Regions from separate parts of the Gasterosteus aculeatus genome. Here region 2 is linked to region 1. A link is a contact called in public Hi-C data. All regions are on one chromosome and are shown on one strand. Each heading gives the region's core, a stretch centred on a gene start, on an enhancer-like site or on the middle of the called end of the contact. The rest is flanking DNA. Distances are from core to core; before and after follow the strand shown.

Region 1 (3,635 bases), core at 59-2,558:
GACCCCAGTAGCCGGGCGGGCCGGGGGACGGGCCCGGACCGGGGCTGTAGGACGGAGGTGGTGGAAGAGGGGAGCCACGCTGTGGCTGGTCGGGGTAGTTGCCGTAGTTGGGATGGTGAAGCGCATCCTCGTACGACGGAGGGTTATCGGTTTTAGACGTCATGATCTTTACGTAGAGAGAGAGAGAGAGAAGAAGCGAGCAGGCGTGATACATTTTTGACAGGTGAATTTATATATCTCACAATGCACACGTTATTTGTACTTGCCCAATCAATTATTATGCACTTCCATTTTTTGTGGTCACGATTGTAAAAAAGGAAATCTGCTTATTGTAACATTATTATATGCAAAAAGCTACATCACAATTAATCCATCTTCGTAATAAAAAAAAGAAAATCATGTAATTATCTGCTGGAAAAAGATACGTCTGTACACAAATAGATACATATCAAATAACTTAGTAACTTAGTCAAAATTGTATAGGAACAGACACAAATTATAAGATTAACCAACAAATAGGAATGAAGAAAAACATGTAACTCACCTGGCGGTTTCTAGCCGTGAATGGGATCACTGTCCCGGTCTGTCCTTTCTCCCTTTGGAGATTTGCAGGCTAACACCACAGGTGGATGCCATCATTGTAACAGGATATGAACGCAGAAACTCACACTGCTACTGATGTGTATCACAAGAGCACGGTGACTCCGGTTGCTCAAGCTGCTGTTCAGGGAAAAAAACAGGAGAAATACAGCTGAATGAACAAACCTCACAGGATGTTGTGGCCTACATAAAATAAGACTATACATGGGGTATTTATGTAGTTACACTACTCCCAACATTTAGTTTTATTTTTTTTAACATTTAATTTTTTTGAAAGCGTAGTCCAGACGATATGATTTTCTACAATGAGCTATAATATATTATTTCCTCTCTAAGTAAACTTAAATGTATCTCAGAATATTAGGCTTTGCTAAATTATTAAAGGTTTCCCAAAACAACAATTCTGATGGATGCCATATAAATAATTCAAATGACTTAGTATGACTTAAATAAATTGAGTAGTTAATGCTGTGCTAAAGCCTTTGAGTAGGCCTATGAAATTATGTTGCTCCAATGGAATTCATTTGAGGTATTTTATCACTCTTTAAGCACTCTATTGGAGTACAATGAAACGTGAAAGAGATTTCCTATTATATTTTTTCACAATTACCGCTATTTTTATGTCGTACTTTTTTGTTGATGTTGCATCTCCTCTCCACAGATATTATAATATCAATGCTCCTCACTTCCGGGGTTGGCGTGCGCGTCGCGCTGCGTCATTACGTCACGCTCAGACGCTATGGCGCTTCCTGATTGGATTGTAACGCTGGTGGCCACCGCATCCTTTTGCTTTTTCTTGTATTTATGTATTCTCCACAGACGCAGAGGACAAGCACTGTGGAGAAAGCTGTTGAGCAAACTAATGGCCCGCTCAGAGAAGCCGCTGTTCCGAATTGCGTGAGTATGACCGGACGGTCCTTGTTGAAACAACGTTTTGTTTTTCATACACCGCGATGATTCTCGTAAGCACAGCTGCGCACAATCAAGCCAGTATTATGGAGAGAGGCCGACCGAAAATGCATTCACACGTGAACCAAGTATAAGTTGCGTTGACAAACGACAATATAGCCACCGTTTTATTCGCCGTTACAGGAAACGACGTGTTTTATAATCCTAACAACCTACGAATTGTCAGCTACTTATAGCTTAAGATAAAAATGTCGCTGTTGTGTTTGTGATTTTATTTGATCGGCTATGATCACGTCACGTGACACAGAGGAGCCCGAAACTACACAACAAGTGAGACGTCTGTGACGCTTCTGTTTGCTATGACGTCACGATGTCACTAAACAGACGCTGACACGACGAGGTTGAAAGTATCACCGTGTGTCTCTTTTTTTTGTCTTTGTACCTGTCCCCCAGGTACGCGCTGTACACCAAGACTGCACTGGGCTACATGTACTACAAGAGACAAATGAGGAAAGCCCGAGAACAGTTCCCTGCTGGACACTCGGCGGCTCGGCCCACGGAGATGGACGGTGTGCAGCAGCCTGGAGTTCACTGTTTAACACGCCTGCAGCGTGCCGCTCATGTGTTTTTTGAGACACGAGATGCTGAAAAGAAATGGGCCCTGCTTGGATGGGTCCAATATGGCCCCTTGTGTTTTACAGGATATTGAAGGAATACGTCAATGTAATGCCTTCATTCTGTTCCTCCTTTTGTCTGCCTTCCAGGTATCAAAATAATTCCAATCCCGGTCTTGTCCGACAACTACAGCTACCTTGTAATCGACACGGCCTCTGGTGTCGCGGCCGTTGTCGACCCTGCGGATCCTCAAACAGTCCAGGTGAGAACGGCTGAATTAACGCTCTGACGGTGGGCACCTTACGCCTGGATCACGGTTACCATGCAGATTATGAGCAATAACTGCAGCTGTCTTTGTTTTGGAGGCAATAGCTTGACTTGTTGAGCGACACAATGCCACGGTGATTTTATTGCCACGCCATCTTGGCTGAAATGAAGGGCTGTGAAGTAGGATTTTTGTAGGTGAATTGAACCTCAAAAGAGACCAAATATATACTGAAATTCTTATGTGGGTCACAATGTAAGATTAGTTCTAGCATGGTACCATGGATGCTTTAACAATTTGAATACATTTTACAAAAAGTGATTGAAAAGGACTCGTAACACACTGAAAGCAGATGGATATAATGGGACCAGGAAATCTGGTGCGACCGTAATTGTAGACGACGAACCATATTTATCTGTGACAATGATCCCTTTCTTTTGTTTAGTCTGATTCAAAAAGAAGAGGTGAAGGTTGTGGAGAATGTTAATGTTAAAGCCACAGTGTATAAATAGTCAGAATCATTTTGCAACTCGGTTGTCTTGAGAAGTTGCTGCTGAACGGTTTGATGTAGTTATTGAAAGTTGTGATCTTTTTATTATTTTTCAGGCAGTTCTCGAGGAAGAGGGAGTAACTTTAGAAGCAATACTCTGTACACACAAGCATTGGTAAGGTTTTAATAGATTTTTCACACACATTGGGACATTGATTGGGCTCAATGTACCACTTATGACATATTAGATATTGTCTCAGGTCAATGCAGCTAAACCTGGTGTTTTTCGGCAGTCAAATGTTTTTTTTTCTTCTTATTTAACATGTATTCTACTTGATCCAATAGAAACAGCAAAGATGACATTTATCAGCCAGATCTTCTCTCCAGACTTTATCTAAAACAAAGAGAAAAACTGCTGATTGTAGATTTTGTCACGTGTGCACAATGCTGGCAAATCCTTTTCTCTGCGTTGCACTTTACAGGGATCACAGCGGCGGAAACAAAGGGTTGAAAAGGATTCACGCTGCATGCAGAGTTTATGGAAACGCGGCTGACAACATTCCTGGCCTTACGCAGTAAGTTCCTGCTTTCCGCAGAATTAGTCTGACTGTACTCCGTCTTGTTCCCCGTGTTAGCATTAGTAGCAGCTGACTGCATGGAATGTTATCATAGTGTGCTGAGCGGGTCTGTTATGCCTTTGGGGGAGCAGGAGGAGGCTAGACTTCATCCAAAACCACTGTATAACCACTGTATTTA
Region 2 (3,780 bases), core at 203-2,702, 43 kb before region 1:
CTGTCACCGTTTCAACATTTCTTAATATACGGCACAGAAAATGGAAGTATTGTACCACTGTATATCGTGTTTGAAACTTTTGTATTGGCCACCCCGAGGACACAACCTCCTTTACTCAACCACACGCACGTCTTCCATTACTTTTACTTTTTCTCAGCTTGCTATTGAGCCCGAGCCAGAGCGGCAAATAGGCCATCAATCTGTAATCATCTTAAACACTCATGCATTTCCAACACTATAAAACACCGTGCTCTTTAAATGTGAGCGGAACATCTTTTGACGGAAATGAACTCGATGTGAACGTCAACGATGGACTTATTTTGTCCGTGTGGAATAGCCGCTTTATAGCGAACGATCTGATTCAAAAAGGGGTTATCTGACAGTGACTGAATAAATGGAACTGGGTTGGAAAGTAAAATAAGTGACTGACTCTGTGGGAGAATGAATCTGTGTAATGACACACATGTTTCCACTAGATGGCCCTTGAACCCAGCTGTGATGCCTCTTTTGGGACTCATGTTTCATTAGCACTTGATGTAATTGCTGCTTCAGAAAAGGAGAAAAACATAAACATGTAACTTTTCCATTACATGATCGCAAGTCCGTATTTTAACCTGAAAATAGTCCAATTTTAAATACCTGTGAATTGATGCAAACTTTAAAAACCTAATGAGTCATATGGGCTTATTTCTATTCATGAATTCTGAGCACAGTGTTATCTTTTTTGTTTTTCATCCTGTGTCATGCAAGACAGCACTGGAAACTACAGAATAAGTCAAAAATAGCCATGTTACTTGAATAACAACAACAACAGCGTCACGCACAGTACAACATGTTCTACACATTTGGGGAAGTGGTTTTCTCACCACACGCAATGCTGATATGGAAAGTGTTCCATTTAGCAACTCACGAGGCAAATAACTGCAGTTTCCTGCCCAAATGAACAACAGGCGCACGGATTCAACGACACCGAAGCCGAGAAAAGTCTCTCTTTGCAGGACGGGAGACGTCGGTCACTAACTCATGTTGGACATAAATTGTCCTCCCCGCAATGACTGATTTCTCTCCCAAGGCCTCTCGTAAACATCTCAGGGCTTTCTTTTTTTTTTTTTTTCAGCCTGTGGGCTCTCACTCACAACATTACAAGGTTTCTTTTGTTTCCTGCGGTGCCCTGAGATCCATCCACACGGGCCCACATGGGGATACTGGGTGTCAGAGGACCACTCGGCCCTGACGTGGCTTCAAGGCAGAAGCTGAGCCGTATCGGTGGAGTTGGTACCGTTTTTCTTGTTGATTTATGGTCCGGAGACGATGATAAAATAACGCGGAGGGGCCTAAAGGAAACGGCAGACAGCTCTGTGACCGAGAGGGAGGCTACTTAGGAGAGGGGGGGGTGCTTTGTCCAAAGCCAAAGAGCCATGGACCGGAGGGCAGGGCGTGAATGGGAGTGTGTGTGTGTGCAGGTGATGTGTGTGGGCTGTCCGGCCTTCATCCCCGCTGGGGTCAGTTTACCTCTCTGTCCCCACACACTGACCCTTTTAATACGGGATACACCTCCTCTCCTTTCACCCTGGCTTTTATGGCCCCATGTAAATCTCTCTCCGGTAACACAAGCTTGTCAGTCCTCCTCTGGCTTTCTTTTCAACACATTTATCCTCACGGAGAATTCAAAGAAGCACTGCTGCAGGGGAGGTGGCATGTGGGCCCACTCGCCTTGAAATAGATTGAAAAAAAAAAAAAGGCCGAGGGATGATCAAAAAGGAGAAAGTCCGCGGCGAAACCTTAGACATGGGAGCGGCTGGACACTCGAGTGGGCAAGAAAGCCCCACTCAGATGAAAGGCAGTCGTCCATCAATAAGTCATTAAAGCAGACATGTGGACCCAGAAACAAGACTGCCGACAATCAGGAGTGTCTCCGCTCCGAGTGTGAGCTCGAAATGAAGGCAGAGCGCCAGGTGAGGCTAATGCCCTTAAATTAATAAGAGATGATAAAAAGAACGGAGTCATTTCAAGGGATGAGCACCATCTGCTGGATTTAGTTTTTTCACAGCGACCGGGATGAATAAACCTACGAGCCGCGGGGCTTTCTCTTGGTAATCCGGCTCCATTGCAGGAAAGGTCAGTGTGAAGAGGTCACTAACCGCCCAGACACGGACTCCCTGCAACAACGTTGTGCTGTGCAATAAAAACAACCCAGAGCGGTCTGTCCACTTTCAGGGCCGTTTGTGCTCTATTTATAGAAATGGAGAAATACGCAGATGGAGAAGTAAACCTGAAAAACACTTGACTCGTGACAGCGTTCCCCAGCTGGCTGCTCGGTTTGTTTGTGTGCAGTAACAGAGCACGCGCATCCTTTAAAAGGTGTATAACAGAATCACTGCTGGTTCAAACAAGCGTCTCTGGCCCTGATCTGTCTTAGTTAACCCTGTAAGAGAGAGAATAGCCTGACAGGGGTCACGCCTGCACTTTGTCATGTTACAAATGTCTCCTTTTTAGAAGCCATGAAGCCTCAGGAGCCTGTAACAAAATGCAGATTTAGCCACTTTGGCGAGTTGTGAAAGCACAATGTTTTAATGGGTTTTTTTTTTTTATAGGTTTTATTCCCTAAAAATCTGTGCGCCCGAAGGGTTAAACCACAGCGGAAGGCGCAGCTGCCACACACACACACACACACACACACACACACACACACACTCATTTCTCCTGATGCTCCTCATCTGATATGATTGCAAATTTTCCAACTCTTTTCAATAACAACGCGCGATGTCAATCTCGGGACGCCTTAATAATTTAGCGCCGTCGTAGCTGAGGGTTGTTCATATCACCTTTTCAAATTGCTTTGTATTTCCTCAGTGTTACTGCCTTGAGGTGTTATGAATGACTCCAAAATGACAGAGAAATAACGGCACTCAATGGGGCCGTGGGCGTAATCCTAATCATCGCATTGACTTCAACTGTGAGCCGAGTAACGATTCGGAATGGCTTTTGTTGCACTAATTGTGCCTTAAGACTTATGACCAAACAAAGTCATTGCACAAATGTCCCCCCCCCTTTCAGCAATTAGTTTTGTGTCACTTTAACTACTTACTATCAGGTCTTTCAGGGCTCCGTGCTTGTTAGGGCTTTAATGACTTGAAATTCCCTGAACAAACACCGGAGTCGGAGAAGAGGTCACGCAGCTCTCCTTTCACTCTTTCACCTTTTGGGGTCAGTTTAGTTTGTTTGTTTGAAGGGTTCTTACCAATTTGACACAGAGACACTGCTCCAATTCCGGGCCTCAATTAACCCACGGGTCCCAGAATGTCGCACTTCTGCTTCCAATTCTTTCAAAGTCTGTTATGTCCAATACATTTATTGAGCGAAGTGGAGCGATGAGATTTAGTTTGATCTGTGGTTCGGTAATTGGTAATCACGATGCATTGTTTGATGGATGACCAGACGAGGCTTAAATGCAGAAATGTGTTTCAATTTGAATGGCCGGGTCACCAACCTTTGCCCTGGGCTTTATGGTAAACAAAATGGGCCATTTGTTTTCGGTATTCATTGGGCTTAAGACTCTATAATGAGGCATGCAACACAAAAAACAGCCACTCCAAGAAAGGGTGAAATGATCGGTTCATTGTCGGAACTAAAATGTGGAAACTCATTTGGCTTTTTGTTTCCCTCTTGCAGCCATTTTGGGAGGGTAAGCTGCTGTTTTTTGAAAATGTTCTGTGGTTTGTTTGTTTGTGTTGTATCTAATAGTTGCGAGATATGAAACCTTGACAAACTGGCACATTC

The links. Hi-C and Micro-C count contacts between places; a contact is called where the count stands out from the background.
Region 2: a contact with region 1 is called in a Hi-C map of skeletal muscle, with 2.1 times the contacts expected there. The contact joins the enhancer-like site here to the promoter of pnkd in region 1. A contact is called at or near these places in 5 of 6 Hi-C or Micro-C datasets (blood and trunk muscle, liver, skeletal muscle and 1 more).

The regions. Positions count from the first base shown.
Region 1 is chr16:14,677,705-14,681,339 of fGasAcu3.hap1.1, reverse strand. pnkd (PNKD metallo-beta-lactamase domain containing) reads left to right here and starts at 1,308. Exons shown (of 9, transcript XM_040201145.2): 1 at 1,308-1,497; 2 at 1,963-2,078; 3 at 2,274-2,386; 4 at 2,996-3,054; 5 at 3,362-3,454. The coding sequence starts at 1,340. It overlaps LOC120833738 (protein lifeguard 3), which reads right to left and starts at 1,326. Exons shown (of 13, transcript XM_040201146.2): 1 at 1,230-1,326; 2 at 545-720; 3 at 1-166. The coding sequence starts at 163.
Region 2 is chr16:14,720,528-14,724,307 of fGasAcu3.hap1.1, reverse strand. No RefSeq gene overlaps it. Among protein-coding and RNA genes, the nearest start is that of cxcr4b, 13 kb to the right of the region's middle. Within about 2 kb of position 1,452, at least 5 of the 9 cell types and tissues checked have open chromatin away from gene starts, as enhancers often do. A contact at or near this core is called in liver, where this site is marked.